2 separate regions of the Mus musculus genome follow, and region 1 is linked to region 2. Evidence: chromatin contacts called from public HiChIP or PLAC-seq data. All regions are on one chromosome and are shown on one strand. Each heading gives the region's core, a stretch centred on a gene start, on an enhancer-like site or on the middle of the called end of the contact. The rest is flanking DNA. Distances are from core to core; before and after follow the strand shown. Region 1 overlaps Mboat4 (membrane bound O-acyltransferase domain containing 4). Region 2 overlaps Rbpms (RNA binding protein gene with multiple splicing).

Evidence for each region. HiChIP or PLAC-seq counts read pairs in DNA pulled down with a chosen protein or histone mark.
Region 1: a contact with region 2 is called in an H3K27ac HiChIP or PLAC-seq map of embryonic stem cells, with 7 read pairs. The contact joins two enhancer-like sites. A contact is called at or near these places in 1 of 39 promoter capture datasets (neutrophils), 2 of 115 datasets of contacts at active chromatin or transcription factors (embryonic stem cells and pancreatic cancer cells) and 3 of 9 other capture datasets (adipose tissue, liver and pancreatic islet).

The regions. Positions count from the first base shown.
Region 1 is chr8:34,122,492-34,126,627 of GRCm38.p6, forward strand. Mboat4 (membrane bound O-acyltransferase domain containing 4) reads left to right here. Exons shown (of 3, transcript NM_001126314.2): 3 at 1,264-2,694. The coding sequence ends at 2,227. Among named protein-coding and RNA genes, the nearest start is that of Gm39158, 3.7 kb to the left of the region's middle. Within about 2 kb of position 1,915, at least 108 of the 459 cell types and tissues checked have an H3K27ac peak or open chromatin away from gene starts, as enhancers often do. A contact at or near this core is called in embryonic stem cells and pancreatic islet, where this site is marked.
Region 2 is chr8:33,902,735-33,906,740 of GRCm38.p6, forward strand. All of the region lies in intron 1 of Rbpms (RNA binding protein gene with multiple splicing), which reads right to left. Among named protein-coding and RNA genes, the nearest start is that of Gm51528, 19 kb to the right of the region's middle. RefSeq lists an enhancer at 1,087-4,006. Within about 2 kb of position 1,252, at least 173 of the 459 cell types and tissues checked have an H3K27ac peak or open chromatin away from gene starts, as enhancers often do. A contact at or near this core is called in embryonic stem cells and pancreatic islet, where this site is marked.

The sequences.
Region 1 (4,136 bases), core at 665-3,164, 220 kb after region 2:
AATTTGGTGGGGGAGGGGGACACAGCCTGCAACAGAGGGGAAGTTGGATTTGGAGGTGACCCTGCTCTCAAGATAAGTCAGGCAAGAGGATCTGATGACCTTAAGTCAGAAGGAGACACAGCCATGGCTGGGGACAGTGCTGGCTTCTTCATTATACATAGTGTGATTGTCATTTTCTCTGGCTGTCCTCAGCAATCTCAGAGTCTCCAAGGGTGTCACGGAGAGAGTTCAGAAGACTGGTGGAAAACAAGTGTTACCTGCTTAGGTGCTACTCCTCCTCCTCACCCTGATGCGTTTTCAGTGTGCACCCCCAGGCACCGGAATATTATAATCAGGGCCTGGCTTATGTTTAACAATTCAACTTCCTGGAATCATCTTTTTACTACGAATTCTTATTTATTTTATTTCTAAACTTCTTCCATGTCTCCAGTCTTAATTTCTTTTTATTGATTTTTATTTTTTTTATGTATGGAATGGTCTAGAAATTACTCTACAGTATAGGCAAACCAACTCACTCTCCTCCTGACCCAGCCTCTTGAATGTAGTATGTGTCACCACACCAGGTCTGATCCTAATATTTGTAAGCCGTTCTCTTTTTAAAGGAACATTTTTAATTAATTTATTTATGATTGATTTGTTGTACACAACACAGTACTCCTATGGAGTTCAGAGAGCAACTTTTGGGAGTTAGGTGGTTTTTTTCATTTTCATTTTCTTTTCTTTTCTTTCTTTCTTTTTTTTTTTAACCACGTGGGACCTGGGAATTGAACTGTGGTTGTCAGTCTCAAGTGCCCACTGAGCTATCTCTCCAGCCGTTTATAAGCTATTCTAAAATATTATAACCAGGAGGTGGAGAGATAGCTCAATGGCTAAGAGCACTGACTGCTCTTCCAGAGGTCCTGAGTTCAATTCCCAGCAACCACATGACAGCATAAATATGAGTCAGATGGGTTGGGGTAAGGTTTTCTCTGTGTAGTTCTGACTGTGTAGTTCTTGCTCTGAAAACCATGCTAGCCTCGAACTCAGAGATCCAACTGCCTTTGCCTCCGCATGCTGAGATGCTGGGATTAAAGGAGTGTGATACCCGGCCTGGGATAATTAGTGGTTTTGCCCTGGAATAATGCACGGTTCTGAAAGATTCTAAGAGTGTTTGTGGAGCGTGATTTGCTATGAGATCTGTGGGCAGGTTGGAGGCGAGAGAACAAGTGTGAGACAATAAATATGGCGTGGCTTCACATACATGTTTATTTAAATGTCTTTCAGGTTCTACATCACTCTTTCTTCCCTCATGCTCTTGACGCAGAGAGTCACATCCCTCTCACTGGACATTTGTGAAGGGAAGGTGGAGGCCCCGAGGCGGGGCATCAGGAGCAAGAGTTCTTTCTCTGAGCACCTGTGGGATGCTCTACCTCATTTCAGCTACTTGCTCTTTTTCCCTGCTCTCCTGGGAGGCTCCCTGTGTTCCTTCCGGAGGTTTCAGGCTTGCGTTCAAAGATCAAGCTCTTTGTATCCGAGTATCTCTTTTCGGGCTCTGACCTGGAGGGGTCTGCAGATTCTCGGGCTGGAGTGCCTCAAGGTGGCGCTGAGGAGCGCGGTGAGTGCTGGAGCTGGACTGGATGACTGCCAGCGGCTGGAGTGCATCTACCTCATGTGGTCCACAGCCTGGCTCTTTAAACTCACCTATTACTCCCATTGGATCCTGGACGACTCTCTCCTCCACGCGGCGGGCTTTGGCGCTGAGGCTGGCCAGGGGCCTGGAGAGGAGGGATACGTCCCCGACGTGGACATTTGGACCCTGGAAACTACCCACAGGATCTCCCTGTTCGCCAGGCAGTGGAACCGAAGCACAGCTCTGTGGCTCAGGAGGCTCGTCTTCCGGAAGAGCCGGCGCTGGCCCCTGCTGCAGACATTTGCCTTCTCTGCCTGGTGGCACGGGCTCCACCCAGGTCAGGTGTTCGGCTTCCTGTGCTGGTCTGTAATGGTGAAAGCCGATTATCTGATTCACACTTTTGCCAACGTATGTATCAGATCCTGGCCCCTGCGGCTGCTTTATAGAGCCCTCACTTGGGCTCATACCCAACTCATCATTGCCTACATCATGCTGGCGGTGGAGGGCCGGAGCCTTTCCTCTCTCTGCCAACTGTGCTGTTCTTACAACAGTCTCTTCCCTGTGATGTACGGTCTTTTGCTTTTTCTGTTAGCGGAGAGAAAAGACAAACGTAACTGAAATCTTTCCCTGCCCTTCATCTCACCTAGCCATTAAATACTGCTTAGGAAATGCCAGAAGATGCCTTGATGAATAATGTATTTAAAACTATTCATAGTGAAAGTTTTTAAGTATTGGATGGATAAACCTGATGGCTGGCCACAGAGATGTGTTTCTCTTCTGTGGTGGTTTGAATAGTAATGGCTCCCATATGTTTATATATTTAAATGCTTAGAGGGTGACACTACTTGAAAGGACTAGGAGGTGTGGCTTCATCGGAGGAAGTGTGTCACTAGGCTTTGAAGTTTCAAAAGCCCAGTCCTAGTTTAGCGTCTTTCCCTGTAGCTTGCCGATCTGGATATAGAACTCTTAGCTCCTCCAGCACCATGTCTGCCTGCATGCCGCCATGCTTCCTGCCATGATGATAATGGACTAAACCCCTGGAATTATAAGTCAGCCCCAATTAAATGATTTCCTTTATAAAAGTTTCTGTGGCCGTGGTGTCTCATTACAGCAGGGGAACAGTAATTAAGACTTGTGCATTAACAAGCTATTCTATTGTTACTGAGGTACAAATTGGAGAAGCACAGGGACTTCTCTAGATGTGGAAGTGAGGTTGAAATGAGCCTGGATATAAAAACATCAGGTGTGAGTAGAGGGCGTGATTCAGTGAGTGTCTGCCCAGCAGATGGGAGGGCTGGGGTTTGAGCCTCACTACCAGATTTAAAAAACAAAACCAAAACATCAAACTACTGTGAACCGCATGAAGATGTTATATGCACAGAAATTAAATGCTTAGTACCCATTGGGCCCAGTTGATTCTGGGATGTGAAGTATTGCAATCTGGTATGAATGACTTCTTATTGCCATAATGAAATGTTAGAGACAGGCAGACTTATGAAGGAAAGGATGTTTATTTAGGTCTCAGAGTTAGAAGTGCAAAGTCTGATGGTTTGGCTTCTGTTGATCCCTGATGGTGGATGCTGTCACATCATAGCAGAAGTGCGAACAGGGACAATGGCTCAAATCTTGGAGTAAACCAGAGAGCTGTCTGGACCAATATTATTTTCTTTAACACTCCTCTTAGGAAAAATACATCTCATGAAAACTATCTTCAACTCTTTGAGTGACAGGACTCCATTGGGGGTCCATCTCTTAAAGGTTTTGCTGTCTGTCAACACTGCCACCCTGGGGACCAGGCCTCCAACACACATACCTCTAGGAAACATTCAACCCTAATAAGTCAGGCAAGGTGGCACAACACTGAAATCCCAGGACTCTGGAATCCTAGACAGGAAAATCTGCAAGTCTGAGGCTGGTGGCTACTACATAGCCTTTGACCTTGCAGAGGGTCAAACAGAGACTCAGACCAGAAAACAAAAAGTATGCCTGACAGGAAGCAAAACTGACAAACTCAACCATGCTATAACAAACTAGATACTCAGCCCTTGCCATAGCTTGAAAAATTTAGTCTATGTAATCATCTCAGTTCTGAAAACAACTCTTAGCACCCTACAAGACTGGACTTTCTGCTGGACCTCACAGCCGAGCTAATACTACACCTTGAGGTCACTGAAGACTAAAGTCGGCTATCCTGCTCTGTACTTGTGCTGTTTATTTAACCTGCCTTTCAGAGAACAAACCTTACTTGCCTTGGACTTCCTATGTAAACATCTTTTACAAGCTAAGCTAATAAAAAGTTGTAATCTTATGTTATGTACCCTTACATGCCCTTGACCCAGATAATGCATGTATATCATTTGCTAAAAGCAGCTGTCTTTAGGGTTTCTATTGCTATGAAAAACCATGGCAACTCTTATAAAGACAAGCATTTAATTGGGGGTGGGATTATGGGTTCAGAGGTTTAGTCCATTATCATCATGGCAGGAAGCATGGCGGCATGCAGGCAGACATGGCGCTGGAGAAGGAG
Region 2 (4,006 bases), core at 2-2,501:
AAGTATAAGGCTAAAGCAAAGCCAAACTGAAAAACCTCAGGACTTCAGATAAGGAAATCAGGATGTCCTGGGGCATTTGAAGCTCAAAGCTGGACTCCTCCAAGCGTGTGGGAGGGAGGCCTCAGATTTGATCCTCTACTCTGTTAAAACAAAACAAAGCACTCAGGATGTCCTTCCTCTGCGTTCAAGCTTGGCTTGGAGTAAAGCAGGGGAGGGGCCACAGCAGGGGAGGGGCCACAGCAGGGGAGGGGCCACAGAGGAAGCGTTCTTTCCAGGAGACTCTCTTGGCCCTGGTTTGGAGGGACGGAAGCAGGTCTAGGGACAGGAAATGGTGATGGTTTGCTGGTGACCAGACTGGTCCAGTGTCTGGGAAGATGGAGTTAAATCAAGAGATCTTCTGGGGAGCAGTGAAGACAGATGATGGGTTCCTAAAGGAGGGGAGAGACAGATGGACCACGGGATGAAGGGAGACTCCTGCAGATGGGAAGGCAGGTCTGGAAATAGAGATAAATACAAGCACAACTCCGGGGCTTTGGAACTGAGCGGAGACACCCATTTGGAGGTGGTATGGATGCTGGTGTTAATATCGGAATCTGGAGCTCAGGGGAGGGGGAGAGGGAGAAGAGAGGAGAGAGGAGAGAGGAGAGAGAGGAGAGAGAGAGAGAGAGAGAGAGAGAGAGAGAGGAGAGAGGAGAGAGAGAGAGAGAGAGAGAGAGAGAGAGAGAGAGAGAGAGAGAGAGAGAGAGAGAGAGAGAGAGAGAGAGAGAGAGAGAGAGAGAGAGACACCACAGGTGGGGGTGAAGGATAAGAGATGCAGATTCAGAGCAGACCGCTAAGGAGTAGTAGCAGCTGACCAGGAATCCAAGGGGAAGAAAGGCAGGAGCACGGAGGGGTGGCTTAGAGAAAAGAAAGAAGCCAAGAGAACTCCAGCGATGGAAAAACCCAACAGGCAACCTCTGTCAGCTCACGAATAGAAGGTGATTTTAGTTTCCTTCCTTATACTTTTTCCCAGGACTCTCAATAAGATTGTCACTTATTATGCAAAACTTACAAAGCATCTGTTTCAAGTTCTTCCGCAGGGTCTGTGGATGGGCTCACATCCATACATCCACTCCCCAGCCTCAGGACCAGGGACAAATACATCGCCCAGCCTCCGGGCCAAGGTCTGGAATCCCAGCAGGGTTAGCTGACCCATACACAGATGGCCCAGTGACCTTGAGTTCATTAGCATACTGTTCTAATCAAATGAACTAACCAGCAACAGACCCTGCCCAGTTTGTCCCACTGCCCACCGCTGCTCGGGCCAAAGTTCCTCCACTCTGAACCATTTCCTATAAACAAATGGTTGCCTGAAAACATTCACTCGGACACAGGAGGTCCAAGGCTCACCAAAAATATTTGTTCTTTGGCTCTAAATCGAGTTGATATTTACTTACAAGCTACTTGCCCCAATAAACACAAGTGTTTCGTTAATGTTAATGCTGGTAGCCATTAAGACAACTTACTGAATAACCGATATCCCAATGCCTTTTATTCTGGCCACACTGAAAAACAAAGGGGGGAGGGATGGGCAAAAAGGGTGATCAAATCCGTCAAAAGTCAACAAGGATTTAAGAAACAGTACCCTGCCTCCTACCAATCCCTTGACCCTCCTCCGTCTATAAATATTTGTCTTAACAGTATTCAACTGCAAGAGCATCCATCATGGTACAGTCTAAGAGCTATCTGTCATCCTTCCTATTTTACGTTTAAATATTCAAGTGTAGATGTCAACACTTCTAGAGAAACAGGGATCGATTAAAACAGTGTCAGCTGAAGTACTAGAGCTTTAGAGGAAGAAATGCAAGCGCGAGGACCTATTTTAAAAAGCACGCATGCACAAACACACACACAGAGGAATTAAATGCATCCCACACCTAATCCCCAACTTCAGCTCAAGTTGTATTTAGGGCCTTCCCATTCGTCACGCAAAGCTCGTGACAGTACAAATCGCTATCACTACACTGACAACCAAGAGAAAAATCTGGAAGATTCACTTTTGATTTTTGCAAATTCCCATGTTTACAGAATATTAAAAACAAAAAAAAAAAAGAAAGAAACATCTGTATAGATCTACATTAAAAGGCTGATACAGGAAAATCAGCAGACTACGTGGTCTTAACAAGCAAAAACACCCAGGTTCAATCACCACCAACAACATATGTAGGCAGTAAGCAGCCTATGGGGTCTACTGAGGACTCAGTGGATGGGGGAAGAAAGATCAAAAGTTTAGGGCCATCTTCAGTTCCAAAGTGAGTTCAAGGACACTCTGGCTATGAGATGGACAGGCAGGCAGTGGGGGATGGGGAAGAAAAAGGGGGAAACACAGAGAAAAAGGAACAGAGACAGACAGACAGAAGACAGACATTTACATTCCTTTAACTCTGAATGTAACTGAGATTACAGGCAGGCACCACTATGGTTCTGTGCTGTAGATTAACCCATAGCTACAGGCATTCTACACAAACTCTCTACCATCTAAGTTAAGCCACAGCACTAAAAATATATCTACACATACTAATTTATTGATTTGTAACGTACATAAGGCACTACTGGAATGTGTTTTACTTTTTAATAGGGGTTTTATTTATTTATTTATTTAGATTTACTTATTTATTATATCTAAGTACACTGTAGCTGTCCTCAGGCACACCAGAAGAGGGCGTCAGATCACATTGCAGATGATTGTGAGCCACCATGTGGTTGCTGGGATTTGAATTCAGGACCTCCGGAAAAGCAGCCAGTGCTCTTAACCTCTCCATCTCTCCATCCCGTTGGTTTTTTTTGTTTTGTTGTTGTTGTTGTTTGTTTAAAGAGTAAGTTTTCCAGGAAAAGAAAATTTAAGAACCTAACTTTGACTGAATGAACGCTTCTATCCAAATGGATTTGACTATAATTGGTGCTGGGGGAACAAGAATCATGAAGACACTAAAAATAGATTCTGTAAGACGTGGGGGGGACGCAGTTGTGAGACCAACACTAACAATTAGCAAAATGTGGTATCACTAGTATTAAAATAGGACACCGGAGCCCACCCTAGGAAGGCTGGCTGGCTGTCCCGGACTGCCACAGTCACCTGGGCTCTGGGGTGGCTCAGCACTTCAGGTCCTCAGCTCAGGGGACAGCCTTATAAGGAGATCATGCTAGAGAGCAGATAAGAATGCCACCAAGCACTTAACATTTCCAGAGGCCTCTGCAAATATTAACTCATTCCTTCCCGTGGAATCCACTCCAAGAGTGGGGGTGGGGGAGATCCCTGATTAATTAAACTTAGTTATAGCAAGATGGAGAGGGAGCTGGACACCTTCCTTGGGCACCTGGCTCCAGGCCAGACAAGCCTAATGAGCAGGAGGGAGGCAAGTTATTTCTCAATTTTGACAGCAAGTGAGGGACAGGCTCCCCTCCCTCTCCTATCTCCCACAGAGTCCCCACAAAATTCCAGACCTTAAAATAACTGCGACTCCCACTTGAACAGTCTATGACAGGAGAGAGGCAAAGCCCAGAGCGGGGCCTGCCGTAGACACACAAAAGGGGGTGAAATGTGCTTTCTTCTTCCCAGGAAAGAAACGGAGCAACTGCGATTACTATGCCAGTAAAGAGCAAAACAAGCCAGGGGCGGTGCCCATCTTTAATCCCAGAATTCTGAAAGTAGAGGTAGGAGATCTCTCTGAGTTCGAGGCCAGCCTGAGTTCTGGGGCAGCCAAGATTCAGCAGAGAGCCAAGACAAAGAAAGACCTTGTCGAGAAAGAGAGAGAAGAGAGGAGGAAAGAAAGAAGAAAAAGAAGAAACCAGGAGGGAGGAAGCAACAACCTATACAGTCAATGGAGGATTGGACTTTTTTTTTTAATATATAAAACTGTTGCATCAAGTGAAAGGTTGTGTTTTATTTTCTGAAATGAGCACAAAACCTCAAAATGAGTCACAATTGTTAAGTATTTTGAGGCTCTAAGATATCTTGAAGTCGTAT